6 separate regions of the Mus musculus genome follow, and all the other regions are linked to region 1. The links are chromatin contacts, called in public HiCAR-type and promoter capture Hi-C maps. All regions are on one chromosome and are shown on one strand. The core of a region is the stretch at or near the end of the contact, and the rest is flanking DNA. Distances in the headings are between cores, read along the strand shown. Region 1 holds the start of Zfp760 (zinc finger protein 760). Region 2 holds the start of 6330415G19Rik (RIKEN cDNA 6330415G19 gene). Region 3 holds the start of Zscan10 (zinc finger and SCAN domain containing 10). Region 4 holds the start of Cldn6 (claudin 6). Region 5 holds the start of Zfp40 (zinc finger protein 40). Region 6 holds the start of Zfp945 (zinc finger protein 945).

What was found. Promoter capture Hi-C pulls out the DNA fragments that hold promoters and counts their contacts. HiCAR-type assays count read pairs that join an accessible place to other places. Capture Hi-C pulls out chosen DNA fragments and counts their contacts.
Region 2: a contact with region 1 is called in a promoter capture Hi-C map of the HPC-7 cell line. The contact joins the promoter of 6330415G19Rik here to the promoter of Zfp760 in region 1. A contact is called at or near these places in 11 of 39 promoter capture datasets (the 3T3-L1 cell line, the HPC-7 cell line, HPC-7-derived erythroid cells and 7 more), 1 of 484 Hi-C or Micro-C datasets (cerebellum), 4 of 115 datasets of contacts at active chromatin or transcription factors (the NIH/3T3 cell line, astrocytes, large pre-B cells and 1 more) and 1 of 9 other capture datasets (liver).
Region 3: a contact with region 1 is called in a promoter capture Hi-C map of the HPC-7 cell line, with 9 times the contacts expected there. The contact joins the promoter of Zscan10 here to the promoter of Zfp760 in region 1. A contact is called at or near these places in 8 of 39 promoter capture datasets (the 3T3-L1 cell line, the HPC-7 cell line, cranial neural crest and 4 more) and 1 of 115 datasets of contacts at active chromatin or transcription factors (pancreatic cancer cells).
Region 4: a promoter capture Hi-C map of liver shows a contact between it and region 1, with 3 times the contacts expected there. The contact joins the promoter of Cldn6 here to the promoter of Zfp760 in region 1. A contact is called at or near these places in 5 of 39 promoter capture datasets (the 3T3-L1 cell line, cranial neural crest, frontonasal cranial neural crest and 2 more), 2 of 115 datasets of contacts at active chromatin or transcription factors (astrocytes and vascular smooth muscle cells) and 1 of 9 other capture datasets (liver).
Region 5: a contact with region 1 is called in a promoter capture Hi-C map of liver, with 5 times the contacts expected there. The contact joins the promoter of Zfp40 here to the promoter of Zfp760 in region 1. A contact is called at or near these places in 6 of 39 promoter capture datasets (the 3T3-L1 cell line, cranial neural crest, hippocampal neurons and 3 more), 2 of 115 datasets of contacts at active chromatin or transcription factors (astrocytes and pancreatic cancer cells) and 2 of 9 other capture datasets (adipose tissue and liver).
Region 6: a contact with region 1 is called in a HiCAR-type map of astrocytes, with 3 times the contacts expected there. The contact joins the promoter of Zfp945 here to the promoter of Zfp760 in region 1. A contact is called at or near these places in 4 of 39 promoter capture datasets (cranial neural crest, hippocampal neurons and liver), 1 of 115 datasets of contacts at active chromatin or transcription factors (astrocytes) and 2 of 9 other capture datasets (adipose tissue and macrophages).

Annotation. Positions count from the first base shown.
Region 1 is chr17:21,706,149-21,708,996 of GRCm38.p6, reverse strand. It overlaps Zfp760 (zinc finger protein 760), which reads right to left and starts at 1,256. Exons shown (of 6, transcript NM_001008501.2): 1 at 1,104-1,256; 2 at 275-386.
Region 2 is chr17:23,549,452-23,552,317 of GRCm38.p6, reverse strand. 6330415G19Rik (RIKEN cDNA 6330415G19 gene) reads right to left here and starts at 1,519. Exons shown (of 2, transcript NR_126484.1): 1 at 1,418-1,519. It overlaps n-TRccg2 (a tRNA gene), which reads left to right and starts at 1,983; the gene lies at 1,983-2,055. It also overlaps the pseudogene Casp16.
Region 3 is chr17:23,599,435-23,602,355 of GRCm38.p6, reverse strand. Zscan10 (zinc finger and SCAN domain containing 10) reads right to left here and starts at 1,530. Exons shown (of 7, transcript NM_001289481.1): 1 at 1,397-1,530. It also overlaps a transcript of Zfp13 not described here.
Region 4 is chr17:23,677,909-23,681,173 of GRCm38.p6, reverse strand. Cldn6 (claudin 6) reads right to left here and starts at 1,809. Exons shown (of 3, transcript NM_018777.4): 1 at 1,767-1,809; 2 at 1,353-1,416; 3 at 1-126. The coding sequence starts at 110.
Region 5 is chr17:23,191,937-23,194,885 of GRCm38.p6, reverse strand. Zfp40 (zinc finger protein 40) reads left to right here and starts at 1,658. Exons shown (of 6, transcript NM_009555.2): 1 at 1,658-1,811.
Region 6 is chr17:22,865,300-22,868,468 of GRCm38.p6, reverse strand. Zfp945 (zinc finger protein 945) reads left to right here and starts at 1,335. Exons shown (of 5, transcript NM_001110254.1): 1 at 1,335-1,488; 2 at 3,133-3,169.

The sequences.
Region 1 (2,848 bases), core at 7-2,506:
AAAATGAATCTGTATTACTGGAGTGATATTATAAACTACTGAGTATCTAGTTTCATCATGGAACAAAAACGAAAGAAGCCTTACACATCCCAAAATAACAAACATGAAGAACAGATGAAATTTCATGAAAACTTTGTCTTTTTCTCTGAGGCTTTCACTTTCTTCTGTGAGATGTGAGGCTCATCTCATTCACACACAGCTCACACACATGCAGAGTAATTTCCCCAGGAACCCCGAGGAGCAAGGAAAAGTGCAAGAGACTATTGTTACTCACAGAAACAGGACTGCTGCAATTCTGCAATATTCAATCTCAGTACAAAACCCTATGAGTGAGGTCCAGGCATTTCCTCTTCTTCCTGAGAGAAGTTCACCGCATGTCAACAACCCTGAAATTACAAAGCAACAGTTTGCCCTTTGTCCATTGTCAGAGTGTTTCTTGCATCAGAAAAGATACTTTCTAACTTTGTCCCATTACATACTGTTTTCTAATGTAAACAGTGTGGCCTGTTATCCTCACTCTCAACATGCATACTGTACTTCTCTGGACTCCTGAGGTGTGCCTTAAAACCTCAGCATAAGAACACATATTTGTTATATTCACATCAGCGTGTATGCATCTCAAATGCAAAATGAGTGATGAGTAAAACCTTTATTTAAGAATTGTTAAAATTTACAAACATAACTGTGTAGCTTAGCAAAAAAAAAAAAAAAAAAAAATCCACAAACTGATCAAAATCTGCAGTTACTCCTTATGGGGCTGGTAGTTAACAAGCTCTCTGGGACCTTAAAGTCTCCATGTCAAATTCCTCTCTCTTGAATACGAAACGGGTAGACCAAGGGCGTTAGAAAATGCCAACAGTTTTAGTTTTTGCATAACAGCAAAAAGAATAGTGTTTTCAATGGTCAAAACATAAACTCAATTAGTCTAAGGGATACAGTCTTGAGAATATTCTGGAAACCACGGATAAATGGTAAAATCAGCATGTGTCCCATTTCATATGTTCTCAAACTTATCTTCAAGGGTATTACCCTTCACCAGAATTGTGAAAACGGTATCCTTATGAGCAGCAGAAAACTGAACATGCCCCTGGTCCAGTTCCTACCTGTTTACTACAGCTCTTCTGACCTGGGAGATGCTAGGATCGCCGGGCTGCGGTTCCCGCCACTGTGGTGCGGACCGGCGAGTCTCCCAGACCGTTCTACGAGGCTCCAGTGGCTGCAGGAAGTTTTCACATCTACTTGAAACTCTGGCCAGTGTCGGCCGTCCAGCCCTTAAACAAAGATTTCCTCTCAGAGAATGGAGGGTTTTCCGGCCCCTCCCTCCTGCGGCCACTGGAGCCGCCTTTGGGTCCGCCTATTATAGATAGGTTCCGGTTACGTAGGTTCTCTGACCCAGCCCACTGGTTCAAATCCCTTGTCCAATTGAGTTTTCCAGGCCTTCCATGCGGGCTTTAGTTTTCTCTTCGCTCTATTTTTCTAGACCAGTTTTCCCGCCCCGTGGAGACCGGTCCCTCCCACTCCGTCTCAGGCTGCCTTCCACACAGCTCCAGACGCCAGGCTGCTCTGCACATTCTCTGCGCAGCCTCACCATGAGCACTGCCATCCTTGACCAGAACTGGATCTAGTAGGACACTGCACCCCAGAACCTGCCCCACACTCTTGATTCGGAACCTTTCAGATGCAAGATAGTCTCGACTTGACTAGCAGCCTGTGGGCTACATACATCAAACAATAGCAGGTTAAATTCAGAGGCCAGAGTCCGATCCCCAACGGACACACACAAAATGGCAAGCCAAAACCTGAAACTCAAAACTCAGATCCAATTGGCACTGTCTCCCAAGTGCTGGGATTAAAGTTCTATACCACCATGTCCAGATATTTATGTTTATATTATTTATACTGGTGTGATTTGTAAGTATAGACCGGATAAATGCTCTGGCACATTATTTAGAAGGGTATTTTTTTCTTTAGTATGAATTTTCTGAAGTGTTGTTAGAGTTGAGCACCGAGTAAGATTTGTGACATTCTTTACAGATGTAAGGTCTCTTTAATCTGAACTCTCTGATGTCTTCTAAGACTTGTATGCTAGATAAAGGGTATATCACAATCATTGCTTTATTACGTTTTTTTCTCCAGTATGAATTTTCTGATGTGCTCGAAGAGTTGAACCCTTTGCAAAATATCTGTCACACACCTTACATCTGTGAGGTCTCTCTCCAGTATGAACTCTCTGATGTCGTCTAAGATGTGAGTCCTGGATAAAGGATTTGTCACATACCTCACATTTGTAAGGCTTCTCACCAGTAGGGATTCTGGAAAGTGTTTTAAGATGTGATAACTCAAGAAAGTACTTACCACATTCTTTGTGTTTGCATAATTTCTCTAGAGAATGAGTTTCCTGATGCCTTCTATATGAGGCATAGTGAATAAAGGATTTGTCACACTCTTTACAGTTATAAGGCTTCTCTCCTGTATGCAATTTCTGATGGCTTTTAAGTGCTGACAACTGAGGAAATGACTTTCCACATGCATTGCATTTGTAAAGCTTCTCCCCAGTATGACTTCTTTGATGTGTTTTAAGGCTTGAGCACTGGTTAAAGGATTTGTCACATACATCACATTTATAAGGCTTTTCACCAGTATGGATTCTGTAATGCCTTTTAAGATGAGATAATTCAATACAGGATTTACTACATTCTTTGCATTTGTATAATTTCTCTAGAGAATGAGTTTTCTAGTTCTACCAGAAGATCCAGCAATACCACTCCTGAGCATATACCCAGATGATGCTCCTACATGTAATAAGAACACATGTTCCACTATGTTCATAGCAGCCTTATTTATAGTA
Region 2 (2,866 bases), core at 270-2,769, 1.8 Mb before region 1:
TTGTTGTACATTGATTATACCCAAATATTCACTCTACAAATATCGGCAACTTCTTCCTGATGCAAGAAGTCCCTGACCCTGTGCTGGTCTGAAGCCAGTTACCCAGAATGCTCTCTGCTTCCCCTCCTCACTTCTTCCACCCACAATAGGCCACTGAAGGTTGGGATGTCAGCCCAAGGTTGACTCTGACCCCATCCCCTCACCTAGGCTGTGTGGCTTATCGGGATGAAAAGGGCTCGGACTTTGTCCAGACACTGGTGGAGGTCATCAGAGCCAACCCTGGAAGAGATCTCCTTGAGCTGCTGACTGAGGTGTGAGGAACGGGGTTAGGAGGGGAGAAAGAGGGGCTGGATCTGTGGGAGTGTTCTCATTACCTTCCACTTAACCCAGGGAAAGGAGAAGCAAGGAGAAGGCTCTCTCTCTCTCTCTCTCTCTCTCTCTCCCTCCCTCCCTCCCTCCCTCCCTCCCTCCCTCCCTCCCTCCCTCCCTCCCTCCCTCTTGCCCTCACATCAAGAGATGCTCAAATACAGGGCACATTGGTCAGACAAACTCAGCAGCAGCTATTACATACACTAAATAAAGTTCAGGAGAGGAGGACACCAGAAGCCATTGGGAGGAGGGGACTGAGGTGGGGGGTATACTGGGAAGTAGAAGGAGCCAGCAGGGGGTGCAGGAAGGGAGGTGCCACTGGGTTGTTACAGAATAGGGTCAGTTCATTTGTACAGTTTTGCAGGCTAATAGGGAGGTCCTCTTCTTGTGTTGAGGTCAGGGTGGGCAATGCTGGTCTGGCTGATTATATGATTATATATATGGGGTGGGGAGCCTTTCCCTTTGGGTGGGGGACTTTTTGGTTGAGAGCAAGGAGCTCATGTAAAACTGCTGGGTTAGTATTAGGCTCAAAGATGATTAGGTAGCACTTGAAATTTTAGGCTTACAGAACAACAGACACAAGAGTCGGTCATTGAGGAGCATGCCTGTAGCTGGGAGGTAGTGGCAGGACCAGAGACTGAGACCAGCCTAGGATTCATAGACTATTTCAGAAAGTATCGACCTCTCCGCAAAAACCCCTCCAGCAGACAATGACTGCAGTGGGTGTGATGGACTGAGCCCCTCAGGGCCTAGCTGAGTGTCAACAGGGTCAACAGGCGGGTGTGTGAGCTGGACGTCCTGGGGCCAGACAGTGATGAGCTGTGCAAAGCCTGCCTGGAGATCCGCAGCTTGCTCAGGCGCCGGCTCTGTTTATAGGACGAGCAACCTCACCACTTCCCCTACATCCCCTCTTCACACCCTGTCATCGATGCAGCAGTTTGGGCGTGGGAGCTCACATAGCGCCAATAAATATGTATGTGTTCATGATCGGCGTGCTCCGGAAAATGTATGCTCTTTCTGAAATACGTGAGATAATGGGGAAAGTTACCTGGTAGTAGATAGGGGATCGACTGTGCTCTCGGGAACCAGAGGTTGAATCGGGTCTGTGCTTCCTGTCTGGGACTACGGAACCTCACAAGGCTGACCTGGATATGCTGGGAGAGGCTTAGGGAGAAAGAAGTTCTGGGAAGGATCATCTCCGGAACTATAACTCTCGCCTCGCTGAGTCCCTGATGCGGGCGGTCTCAATCTCCACATGGCGCTGGGGCCATGGAGTTGCCAGAGAGGCGAGCCAGCACGGGTCTGGAGACTGGAAAAGACAATTGTGGATACTTCAGTGACGTGATAGGGCAAGTTCATGTGGGTTGTCCCTGGTCTTGAGTTGAGGGCCAGCCAATGGAGGAGATCTGAAAGACGAGCCTCTAGGATCCGGAAGGGCTTCTGCTGACTGACTGCTCAGGAGTCTGATTATATCGGTTCAAACTTGTGGAGGCTCCTTTGAGACTGTCACTAAATAGATTGGCTCAATAGGTAGGATTTTTCTTTGGTTTAAGCATGCGCAGTAGGCGCTTGAATAAGTCTTATGGAGAGAGCTAAGGCCTGAGTCAGTGTAGGGCCGCGTGGCCTAATGGATAAGGCGTCTGATTCCGGATCAGAAGATTGGGGGTTCGAGTCCCTTCGTGGTCGCTGCGTGCATTTGCTTTTTAAAAACCTACCTTAAAATTTCCCATTCTCAAATTTGCTTTTCAAACTCTTGTCTGGTACCCCGGAAGGAAGACCAGCATGTTTGTATTAAGTAGGTGAAGTTATTATCTCAAGACAGACTACGAGCAGCTCGAATTAGTGCCAAGGAAAGGAACCGAATAGATGCTAGATTGGATTGCTTACGTGGTGGGTGGGAGGTGTCCCAAGGGAACGTTAAAGACATTTGATTAAAATAAAAAACTCAGTAGGCTATCTGGGTGAATGCAATTGTCACTGAACTGAACACTTGAAAATAACTAAAGCAGTAAATTCGGTTTATATGTCCACAGCTTTAAAATCCATGAAACAGTAAGAAAATTAGATTTCTTACAATGTCCAGGCACACCTGTAATGCCGGTATTTAGGAGGCGGAGGCAGGGGAATTAAAAGCCACTGGGCTACATGAGATCCTGTCTCAACAACAACAGAGGCGTCTCCTTACAGGTCCAGTGTAAATATAAATTTTTAAATAGCAAGAATATGTCCCAGATTGAGTTGACATTTAACCTGGTGTGTGTGTGTGGGATATCTCTATTTAAGGGATTCGGTCTAAGTGGAACCGTTGTCATCCCTACAACTCCCAGGAGAACCACAGAATGGGAGGGCGGGGTACCAGCTCACGTGACAGAGCCTTGTGCAGAATAATTTTCTCTTTAATGTTACAGTGGCTTAATAAAGCTTGCAAATATGTTATATCAGACACACACATGAGATAAAGGAGAGTCAAAAGGACACGAGGATAACGCAACTGGGC
Region 3 (2,921 bases), core at 281-2,780, 1.9 Mb before region 1:
TCAAGGATACACGACTCTGTCTCAGAAAACAACAAACATATTAGAAACAAAAAGGAAAAGGAGAGAGAGGTTATGGAGCCAGCCACAGGTGAGGCAGGACTGAAAGTTTCAGGCTCGCCTGGACTTAAGTGAAGTACAAAGCTGGCTTGGGCAACTTAGTGAGATTCTTTCTCAAAAATAAAAACACAAAGAGGGGTTGGAGTAGTATCTTCAGGGCCTGTGCCCAGCCAGCACATCGAGCCCTAATTTCTGGCTCACACACACAGGAAACAGCATTGCATTTCGCTGTCTGAAGAAGCATATGAAATATGATATGGAGGCGCTCCAGGCTCAGAGCGTGGCTGCTTTTCCGGAGCTCATGAGACTTCAAGTCCCAGAACTCACATGGCAACTCCCAACTGTTGGTGGGACCCAGTTCCCTCTTATAGTGCGCAGATGCACATTCATACAAACCCTCTGTATATAAAATAAATAAACCTTAAAAAAATAAAAACAATTAGAGAGTGAAGTCACTCTGGCCACTCTGCAGCAGATGCTCGTGAGTTCCAAGCGTTTAGCAGCCCAGTCAGTTGCCTGCTGCTCACTTCATCCCGCCCGGACTCACTTGCTAGATCAACCTATTAATCCTACAGGTTCAGAGAGTCCAAGGTGATTTACTCACAGCTTCACCCGGTGCTGCAATACTGCTTGCTAAAGTGGAAATGGGGTTCCGAACCCACTATTTGCGTCCTACCCCATGAAATTTTGCCAGTATTAGCTTGGAGTATGACAGCATAGATAAGAAAGAGAGAATTCTAGATTCTGGTCAAAGGCCCGCCTAACCACACAGCAGCTGGAATTTCTAGGTGAGGACTTGCCAGAGGTTTCCAAGAGATGGAATTCAGGCAAGTAGGCCTTAGAAAGCCTGTCCCTCCCCCAGGTCTCCAGGACAAAAGGCCTATTAATATGCACCTCTGTAGGGGGTTGGCTGGGTGTGGGGCGAGAAAGCTCTTTAGTGAAATCTGGCCGGTCTAAATTTGTATGTAGGTACTGCTATAAAATCCACCTACACACTAGGGAGCTAGAGTGGTCCTCTGCAAGAAATAACCCCCTTTCTCTGCTAGCAGTCTAACTTGCTCAACTCTGTTAACTTGTTTTTTTTTTTTTTTTTTTTTTTTTTTTTAAGGCAGAGATCCCCTTCTGGTGCTAGGAACGCATGGCATCGTCACTTCTGGGACCCTCCCTCATGTCTCCAAGGCCACAAATGCATCATGCTGTGTGGCCTTGGAGTCTCCAGCACGAGTTACCCGCTCATTATAACCAAGACTTTTCTAGCTCTCAGCCTACCAGTAGGTCCCCCGAAACACCCTTCACTCTCCACAGTGCTGTAAGCCTACACCCCAGCCCTCCAACTCACCACTCCAGGTACCGACGCCTGAGGCCGAGATGTTTGGGGATCCTTGGGAGAATTCAGGGTAAGAGGCAGCGTAGCCTAGTTTGGGAAAGGAATCCCGGGAAATGGAACAGGAAGTTCCCTGCCTGACCCATCCCTTTCAGGTAAGGGGATAAAGGGGCTTCCAGGAATTAACCCTTCACCTCCCAGTCTGGGTGGGGTAAGGAAGAGGGAGGAGCCAGAAACAAACCAAGGGAAAAGTGATGACTCCAGATTCTAACTTTGCCAAGCTTCTGTAAGAGTTAAGTTACTCTAAGCCAGAGCTTCTCCATCTACGCGGAGACAGACTGATGCCCTTTTGGGGCCAAGAGCTTCTGTTTTACGTGCTTGCTGTGTGTAGGCCTCTTTGCTTGGCTTTTCATTCATACAACAAATATTTATCTACATGTTTATTAAACAGCAGGCTCTAAGGACATGGAGCTAAACTGAGGAATGAGGCCCTGCCCCAGGTGGATTTGGGGTGTGGGGGTTGCATTCCAAGGAACAGATGAGACTGCAGTTGTAAGAAAATAAAATAGGTCAATTAGAGTGGAAAACACCTTTAATTCCAGCACTCAGGAGGCAGAGGCAGGTGGATCTCTTATTAGTTCAAGACCAGCCTGGTCTACATATTGAGTTACAGGTTATAGTTACGTGGTGAGACCTTGTCTCAAAGTAGAAAAGGAGGGGGACAGAAGGCAGGTGTGATGGTTTACACCTGCAGTGCTATCTTTTCCAGGTTCAGCTAAGGCTGGAAGAGTGCCCTGAATTCCAGATGGGCTTGGTGTAACAGAGTGAACTTGTCTCAAAAACTCAAAACCAAAGGGATACATCTCAGTTGGTAGAATGCTTTCCTGCCAAGCAGGAAGCACACATCATAAAATTGGGCATGATCGTGCACACTTGTAATCTCTGCATCTGGGAAATGGAGGCAGGCCTCTTTCAGCTAATATGAAGTCTGAAGTCACTGGGCTACATGAAATCCCGCCTCAAAACAAACAAACAAAAACCTGGGCCACTGACTTCCACAAGTAGTCCTCTGACTTCCACATGTGCCCCCACCCAACCTATAAATAAGTAAATAAATAAATGTAGTGAGAAAAAAATTAAAACATACACCGACAAGAAGATGTGATAAAGATGAGTGTTCCTCAGTCCATATAGCTTTTAAAAGTCTCCCCCACCAGAATCCTGCTAGTGGCTTTGTCCTACTAACAGCGCCCTCCGCCTCGCCCCGCCTCTCAGGAGAAGTTACCTCCACAAACCCTTTGGAGCCCACTTTAAAGTCAAACTCTCCCCTTTGCATTGATGGGCTTTCTTAGTTACATGCTCCCAAATACAGAGGAGGATTCCTTCCGGGAATCAGTGGTGCTATCTGGAGTGTCCACCCCGTTCTAGAGTGCACTACATCACTCGCGGGGTCAAGGAAACTCGGCGCTGGTCGCCCCCAAAGCCCTGATGTCTCAGACTGTCGTGACTAGGCCCAGCCTTGCTCTGGCTGCTCCTAAGT
Region 4 (3,265 bases), core at 560-3,059, 2.0 Mb before region 1:
CCGATGAAGGCGGTCACCTTCCACATGGGCAGGGCACAGGACACCAGGGCGTTGACCCAGCCAAGCAGGGTCAGGACGATCCCCAAGATTTGCAGACCAGTAGAGGCCATGATGAGGTTGAGGGGGCTGTGTAGTGTGGAGGAGATAAAAGGAGAGTCATGTTAAAGAGCAGCATGTCTGGACATCCCACCTCGACAGCTGATACCAGCACCAAGCACCTTGACAGTTGGCTGCTATGTCCTGTAGTGTGGATTAGATACACTTCCTGGGTCAGTCAAGAGCAAAATAAGCATTTACTTCTTTCCTAGACTGTGACAGGTGGAGAATGAAATCCTGTTGATTTTCATGCAAGGGACAGGAAATAAGACATACCTGAAGCACAGGACAGCCCATAGCGACAGTTGTGTCTAGATTTTAGTTTAGTTTTGTTTTTTATATCTTAGCTGAGAAAGGGTCTTATGTAGCCCAGGCTGGCTGGCCATAAATTCCCTGCATAGCTGATGCTGGCTGTGAACTCCTGAACCTTCTGTGTCCACTCCCTGAATTCGGGGACTGCAGGGTTTACCACCAGAGGGGTAAGGCAGGGCTTCGGCTTTTTGCACGCCAGGCAAGCGGTCTAGGAGCTGAGTCACATCCTTAGGTACATTTTATCAGAACAAAGACAATGACATGTCGGGAGTATAATTTTGGATTGGTCGGGCTCTCGATACAAGTTTCAGGCCCACCCTTATCCCGTGAGCACTCAGAGGAGACCTGAAGCTTCCTCCTGCCACCCAAGCAAGGTTCAAATGGAAACCCCCAGCTCTGTTTCAGGTGGGTATAATTCCTTGAAATCTCGCCCTCCCTATGTTCCAAGGTCTGCTCCTCCCAATCCCTGGAAGTTGCTGGAAGCCCTGCCAGTCCGGGTCCAGCCCACCCTATAGGGTGAGAGAGATAAGGAAAAACAAGCCCTTTTGCCACAAAACAGATTTTCCTAGGCTACCAGCTCTTTCTTGACCCACCTCCACCTCTAAGGGTCAAGGTGCGGGCCTCGAGGCTGGGAGCATCCTTTTGAGTTTTAGACCAAAGGCCGTGCTACCTTTCTTTCCCCTCTCCACACAGCTTTAAGGAGCTAAAATTCAAGATCCCAGTGCCTTTTGTGACAGGCACCTGTGTCCTTCATTTTGCTCTTCATGATGTTGATACGAAGGGAATCAGTTCTGCTTGGCGCCCTGCTGTGGCTCTTCATAACCCTCGGTTCTACAAGTCCACCTTGCCCCTAAGAATGGCATAGGCCCCTTTCGACTCCTCTCACTTGCAGGCTCACGCTGGGGACCATTCTCTCCCTCTCATCTCTGTCCCTCTCTACTTACCGAGTGCTCGGTCAGCTTTGTCTGCGGACGTCCAGTCCGGTTCGGCCACCCCTGATATCCGAGCCTAGGAGTGCGAGACCAGGAGGGGCTTAATGGCGGCGCCCGCAGCTGGGTCCGCGCCTGCAGGTGAGGGGGAAGGGAGTCCCGCCCCAAAGTGGCCAAGCAGGTGGAGGAGGGGCGTCACAGGTTTCGGTGCCTTTGTCCCAGGGGAGGGGGAGGGGTGTTTAACTTTTCTGGGGCCGAGGGGACCCGAGCGCTTCTCCCGACGCAACCCTCTCCTGCCTAGGTGGCCACCGCAGGTGGCCGCCACCAGGATCAAAGCTCCAGCATTTAACTCACGCCCGCACGCACTCTGCCACATCCCCTGCCTGCGTATTTTCACACCCGCAATTTACACACATACCCCAGGCTCACCTGCAAAAGAGACTGCTAAGATTTCCAGGTCGAAAGTAGGAATGAGGGCGGAGGCAAGGGGTCTTAAAGTCTCAATGACGTCACTGGACCACCTCTCTTTGGGAGGAGCAGAGACCCCTGCGGCGATAGCCACCTGCGTGCGTTTCCCAAAGTTCCCTTAGTTGGTGGCCACTCCAAGGGCGGAACCTGCTGAGTTCAGTAACCTGGGCTATGACTTGAGACTTTACTCAACTTTCCCCAGTCCCAGTTTCTCGCTTTGCGAATGAAGACAGGTCTGTATGTTACCTAAGGATACATTACTTTTGTGACTCTTTTTTGTGACTCTTTGGGGGGCAGGGACGGCGGGGGGACGACGACGACGACGACGACACCCTGTCACACTGCATACCTATGATCAGAGTTTGTTCTCTTCTTCTACTCTGTGGGCCCCAGGGATCGAACTCAGATTGCCAGGCTTGGCAGCAGGCAATCTTACCCACTGAATCATCTCGTGCTCTTCCCGAGGCCCTTAAGAAAGCAATATATAGCCGGGCAATGGTGGCTCACGCCTTTAATCCCAGCAGTTGGGAGGCAGAGGCAGGCGGATTTCTGAGTTAGAGGCTAGCCTGGTCTTCAGAGAGAGTTCCAGGACAGCCAGGGCTATACAGAGAGACTCGTTTTGGAGAAAAAAAAAGAAAGAAAGAAAGAAAGAAAGAAAGAAAGAAAAGAAAGAAAGCAACAGAAAGCAACATATATGGCCAGGCGTGGTGACACATGCCTTTAATACCAGGGCTGGGAAGGGAGAGGCAAGCGGATCTCTGTGAGTTTGAGGCCAGCCTGGTCTACAACGTGAGTTCCAGGACAGTCAGGGCACAGTGAAACCTTGTCACAAAACAAAACACAGAGCCAGGCGTGGTGGCGAATGCCTTTAATCCCAGCACTCGGAGGCAGAGGCAGGTGGATTTCTGAGTTCGAGGCCAGCCTGGTCTACAAAGTGAGTTTCAGGACAGTCAGGGCTATACAGAGAAACCCAGTCTCGAAAAACCAAAACCAAAACCAAACCAAACAAACAAAACAAAACACCAAGACAAAAAAACAAAACAAAAACCCAACCAACCAACCAACCAACCAACCAAAAAAAGCAGCACGTGGGTCTGGAAAGATGGCTCATGGGTTAGCCTTTCTGCTCTTCCAGGTGCTCTTTTTTTTTTTTTTTTTTTTTTTGCTCCCAGCTTATAACCACTTGAAATTCGATTGCCAGGAGATCCGTTGCCCTTCTCTGGACTCCAGAGACACTCAAACATATGTGTCACACACACACAAATAAAAGGTATCTTTCAAAAAAGAAAGTAGCATTTCTATATATGCTTGCAGTACTGTTTACTGATACCGGAGAATGCCAACATCAAGATCAGCCTAAGCTATGCAGCTAAAAAACTAAACCAAACCAAAGAAAATCGGTGTGGTGGTTCCTGCCTACAATCCTAGCACTTGAGAGGCTGAGATGAGACAGAATGTTT
Region 5 (2,949 bases), core at 409-2,908, 1.5 Mb before region 1:
CAATTCTCTCTCTCTCTCTCTCTCTCTCTCTCTCTCTCTCTCTCTGTCTCTCTCCCTCCCTCCCTCCCTCCCTCCCTCCTTCCTTCCCCCTGTTGAGAATTAGCAAAACGGCAAAGTCACCATCATGTGGAGAAAGCCGTAGTGTGCAATATGATATGAATTCAGTTCTAGTTTGTTAGTTGGGCTAACTGACCATCAACTTCCTGAGACATCTATTTCCTTTCAAAATCCCGAGTTCTTCAAATGTCTTCCCCCAAGTTAAAATTTTAGATGTTTGGCTGGTAATAGTGAAGGTCTGTGAGAGAAGGATGCAGATGGCTTTTCAGTGTCACTCCAATTTGCATAGTTATGAAAATAATTACCCAGCTTCCCAGTAAAGCTCTCCAGATTGAGTTGTTAATGTCTAAAATTTAAATTATTTCATATAAGTGTTGGATGCACAGTTTAAATTTCACTTCTGCCTTTAAACAGTGCTACTTGTGTATTTTCTTTTAATTCATCATTTCCTTTGACTGAGACATCCCGCTCCCGTACTTTGTCTTCAAGCCTGATATTCTGTCTCCTACCTGTTCTGAGTTATTATTAGACATTGCAGTTTTGATTTCTTGCTTCACTTCAGTTTGGACTTTTTCGATGTTTCTAGCTACTTATTGAATTCAATCTTCATATCTTAAGTCGTCCTCATTTCCATCAGCATTTGCTATCTGCCCCCTCCCCCCAACAAATCATTTTGTTCCTGTCTTTTTTTAGTTCATTTACATGCTCAACCTGCTTTGTTCTCCTTGAATTTGACTCTTGGTTTTTGAGCTATGTATCTTTAAGATACCACTTACAGTGTTTTCCTTAAAGGACACAGCTATAGTTTTTTTTTGTTTTGTTTTGTTTTGTTTTGGGTTTTTTGTTTGTTTGTTTGTTTGTTTGTTTGTCTGTTTTAGGTCAAGGGCATTTTAACCTTAGGTTTACTATAATGTTGGGAGCGGAACAAAAGTCAGAATTTAGGGTGTCGGCTGATTCCTTTTTGCTGTAGTCCAGAAGGCTAGTATCTCAAGATGAAAAGTTAGGCAGAATAACTTCTATCTGAAGACTTCAGAAGCCACGGTCTGGGTCAGACCTGGGTGCAGCGGACTAGATCCAGTTCTGGTCTAGCTGTCAGCAAGCCTGGTAGGTGGGTGGGTGGGACTGTGCTGAGCGTGTGCAGCGCAGCCTGACAGCTAGAGCTGTGTGACAGGCTGTCCAATACTGACTAGGAGGGACCTGCCTCCGCGGAGCGGGGATACTCGCCTGATCAGAAGGCGAGGAAGTTTTTAAAAACGAAAACAATCGGATAGACTTGGAAAAAAAGAAAGAAAGAAAGAAAGAAAGAAAGAAAGAAAGAAAGAAAGAAAGAAAGAAAGAAAGAAAGAAAGAAAGAAAGAAAGAAAGAAAGAAAGAAAGAAAGAAAGAAAGAAAGAAAGAAAGAAAGAAAGAAAGAAAGAAAGAAAGAAAGAAAGAAAGAGAAGAGCTTGGGAGGGGTGGGCTTACAAAAAAAAAAAAAAAAAAAAAAAAAACCCTCACGTAACCGGAACCAGCGTGTGGTGGGCGGAGCTAGGGCGGTGCTCCAAGGAGCCTGCACAGAGTGACAGAAAAATTCACCATTCACTGAGGGACCGGGGAAGCTGCGAGGTCCGGAATCCGGGGTGGAGGACACGGGCTTCTCTAGGAGGGCGTGAAAATTCCAGGCATCCACAGGTGCCGCGAGAGGAGTCCTGAGAAAGTCATTAGTCAACAGCGCTGTAGCTTGAGCCTCAGCCCGGCAGCCATAGAACGCCCAGGTCAGAGGAGCCGCGGGGCTGGGAAACGGGCGGGAGCAAGGGTGGAGGCTGCTCAAAGGAAGCCGCTCTCACAATTCTGTAGTAGATAATCTTTTAACCATGGATAGCCTACCATTGTCGGGAAGATTGAAATCATATGAACAGGGGTTTATCGTCATTTTTGCATTTATCTTATGCTGGCCAGAATATTTTCATAAAATAATCTGCTAGAGCATTTGCATCATCTGTTGTCTGCAAGCAGGCTTCTCATTGCTTTGTAATAGTTACAAAGCTGCTGGAATTTAAATTCATGCATGCTTTTTTCTAACTTCTGTGTTCTACTACTTGCCTATTTCAGAGATTGTCCTTTGCCCCTGGGACTAAGCACAGCAGAAAGCTTTGTAGATACTAGTCGCATGAAGAACCAGTGCAGATTTGATAGAATCAGAATATACACTGTGACAGAGCAAAACAGTGTAGCGGTTCCTCCATCTTGTTGTATTCCTGCTGAGACCGTTTCCAGGGTTAACTAAAAAATTATTTTCTTGATGGAGAATCCCATGAAAAAAACGACCCAACTCTATTCTAGGTCAGGATGTCCTAGCTAACCTACCATACTTAGCCATTGATTAAAGTTTTTGAGTAACCTCTTCCAGTCAACCTTAGATCCTAGCTGCTGGTGTGCTGGAACCTCCCATCAGGATGGCTAACCTCCTATTTTAGCTACTGTTAAAAACTGCTTGCTTCAAACTACTTACTCTGCAGAATGGCCCCAGCAGCTGCTATGCAAGATGCCTGGATGAGGTCCCTGCCCTTAAAACCCCTATGTTTTGGACATTCACAGAAACACTTAGGTCCCTGAACACTTGGGTGTGGTCTCAACCGGCTGGAATAAAGACTTTGAGTGGGCTATAAACTGTTTGAGTGGTCATCTCTGGCCAGCTACCCATAGCAGTACTTTATTAAATGCCAAAGTTACTGCTGTAAACATTAATGTTTACTAAGCAAATTTTACTCCCTGTTAATTTTCTGTCTTGAGATGTAAGCACTCTATAAATACAGTATTTGGAGTGTAAATACACAATTCAGAAATGTGTAATCATGATTTTATAGTCAGCAAACTCAGTTTAGATTAAAACTAAAATTAGAAAGCATCGTT
Region 6 (3,169 bases), core at 86-2,585, 1.2 Mb before region 1:
CAAAAATTCCGTATGAAAATTCAGTGATAATGCAGAAAGATGAGGCTGTCAAATATGCAGAAAATAAGCAATGTATATGGGCACAATCATAAACAAGTCAGTTACATCATGCCATCTATAGCTCTGGGAATATTAAGGAAGAGGAAGGAGAAAGAAGTAAGGAGAAAAGATGAGATGGCCATAACATGTCATTCTCCAGATTCCATACAACTATTGTAGTCAGTGACTCAGAGCACCTGTATTTACCTGCACTGACCTCACTCAAGACTAACCCTAGCTACAATCAGTCTCCAAAGAGGAGAGGGTCACAGGACCCCACCCTGACTGTGGCAATAAGTCAGTTTTAGGAGAAGGGGAAATCACTGTGCTTAGTTGTGTCTCATCTGCTGAGACCAGCAGGTTCCAAAACATAGTTCCAAAACCAGTGTCTCACAGATGATCCTGATTAATCATGATGGGTCACAAAACAAAATGAATCGAAATGAATATGAGAAAGAGAGAGAGAGAGAGAGTGAGAGAGAGAGAGAGAGAGAAGGAGATTAGTTGGAAGTATGGGCCAGAATTGTAGGGAGTGGGGAATTACAGTGTGCACTACTTATTAAATTCAGTTTGCATATTCTATATTGTCACTACTTCCTTCAGGCATTTGCTATTGTTTTGTTGCCCACAACCATTTTGTTCCTATTTTGAGTTTATTAACATACTTTACAAACTTTGACCTTCTTGAACATGACTCTGGTTTTCAGTTCTGTATATTGGATATTTAAGCTCCTTTCCTTAGGGGATACAGATATGATTAGTGTTTAGAGGCAACAACGTTCAATTTTTGTTTTATTTTGTTTTGGGAAAAGGATCTGAGTGAGCATCAGAATTTACTCCTCTGTGTGTGTGTGTGTGTGTGTGTGTGTGTGTGTGCTGGTATTCCAAGGAGGGGAAGTTAGAATAACATATCTGATGGGATCAGAACCCATGTTGGAGGTCAGATACTGGGTGCATCATCCTATTTGATCCAATTCTGGTCAAGCCTGGCAACAAGTATAGGGGATGATGAGAGCAAAGAGCAAGTCCAGGTCTGGCAGCTGGAGCTGTGTGGCAGGCTGCCCAAAACTGAGTGGGAGGAGCTGTTCCTGATGGGTGGACACCCCTGTCTGAGCAGATGATTTAGGGGGGTGGGGGTGGGGCAAAACAAAACCAGCTGGGAAGTAAAGTAAATTAAAGTAAAACAGGCCTATAGTAAGCGGGTTTAAAGGAATCGCATAACCGGAAGTGGGCTATGTTGGGCGGGTACAGGAGGAGCTTCTCTAAGAAAACAAGCGTGAGTGACAGGAAATTCCACCTTTCCCTGAAGAACTCAGGGAGCCGCACGGTCTGGAAGTGGGGTTGGAAGAACCCGGCCGTGTATTAGGGTACCCGAAAACTTCCTTAAGACTCAGGTGCCTCTGGGAGCATTTTGGAAGCGTCAGCAGCCCGGCAGCGGGAACCTCCCAGGTCAGAGGGGCTGGGGGGCTGGGAAAAGGGTGGGAGCGGAGAAGCAGGGGTGTGTTTTCCTCCGCGGCTCTTAAGGACGCCGCTTTCATAATTCTGCCATGGTTATCTTAGCGTTGTCGGGAAGTTTGAGATCCTATGAACTGGGGGTTTATCGTGATGTTTTCGTTTATCTTATGGTTGCCAGAATATTTTCCGAAAATAATCTCGTAGAGCATTTGCAGAATCTGCAGTTCGCACGCAGAGCTCTCTTTGCTCCAGCAGTTACAAAGCTCCTCGAATTCAAATTCACTCATGCTTTCTTAACACCCCTGTTCCACCATTTCCTATTCAAGAGAGTGGCCATTGGCCCGGAGAATGGGCATCCTCGGAGAGTTTTGCAGATATTAGTCATCTGAAGAACCAGTTGAGATTTGATTGAGTCAGAAAATATACATGACTAAGCACCATAGTTAGAGCTGTGAACTTTAAATATTACTGGGCAAAGCTTTACTCCCCGTTTTGCTTTGGTTTTGGTTTTGGTTTCCATCTTAGATGTGCACACTCTGTGATGTAAATACTGCAGTCAGAAATGTGTCTTTATATGTTGAGTTACAACTGAAAACTGAGGACGTGACTGCTCTAAGGTATGGTTGAGGAGAAAATTTATTGTAAGTTATGTTAATCCTGAGATTTGCCTGAGACAAATCAGTACCACCATTTGGGCAAGTATTATTAAATATTAAATACTGACCAAGCTATGGACTTTGGCCTCATGCTACAGGAGTTTATAAAGACAAACCTGCATACATTCCCATGAGAGTTTGTTACTTTTCCAAGAACTACAACTCCCAGCATTTTAGGAAGTTATTTGGTTCTTGGGTAGGTAGTGCTTACATGTTAATTTTGGGCTTCACAGTATGAGAGAACAGAGGTATCTGGAAGGGTCCAAACTTAACCTGGCCGTGACTTGGGGGGTTGAAAGGGGGAGTTAGGGAATAGGAGGCTCCCAAGAGAGGAAACAGGTGCCAAGGAAACAGTTATCCAAAGATGTCCACTATGATATATTAATAGGCACCTCAGTTAGCCATTTTTCCTAAGCTCCTTTGATATCTAACAAGGCCAGACCAGCATGCATGCTGTGGAAGGGCAATGTCAAGCCACCTTATTGTTATAGATAGAAAACTCACTCTAAATTAAATAAAATTAGAAAGCCCTTTTTGAATAATTATGATTGCTCACTTACATCAGAAACGTGTCTCCTTAGTTCAAGAAAAGCACATGTGGCCAAACTGTTCATTATTTCATGGTCTGTTGATATTGAATTCTGTGACTATGGACTTCTTACCTAGACCCTGCAGTCAGGGCTTTTTTTCAGAGACCTCCTTTTGGAAAAGTGCATCAGTTTGGATTCTGTGAGTCACAGTAGTTTTCTTGGAGTCTTCCTTGGGGTTCCTGGGAAAAGGACTCTTCGGCATATGTGTGAACTGTGTGTGAATGAGTCTCACACCTCATAGAACAGAGTAAAATCCTCAGAGAAAAGAGACATTTTTTCATGTTATTTTCTCTTTCCTTCATGTTTATCCTCTTGGGAGGTGTCAGCATCTTTCATTTTTGTGGCATGAAAAGTTCCAGGTGCTTTCTGAAGACTCTCTTCTCCACATGCAGGTCCCCACTGCTCAGCCAGATCTGCTCACCAGTGAAT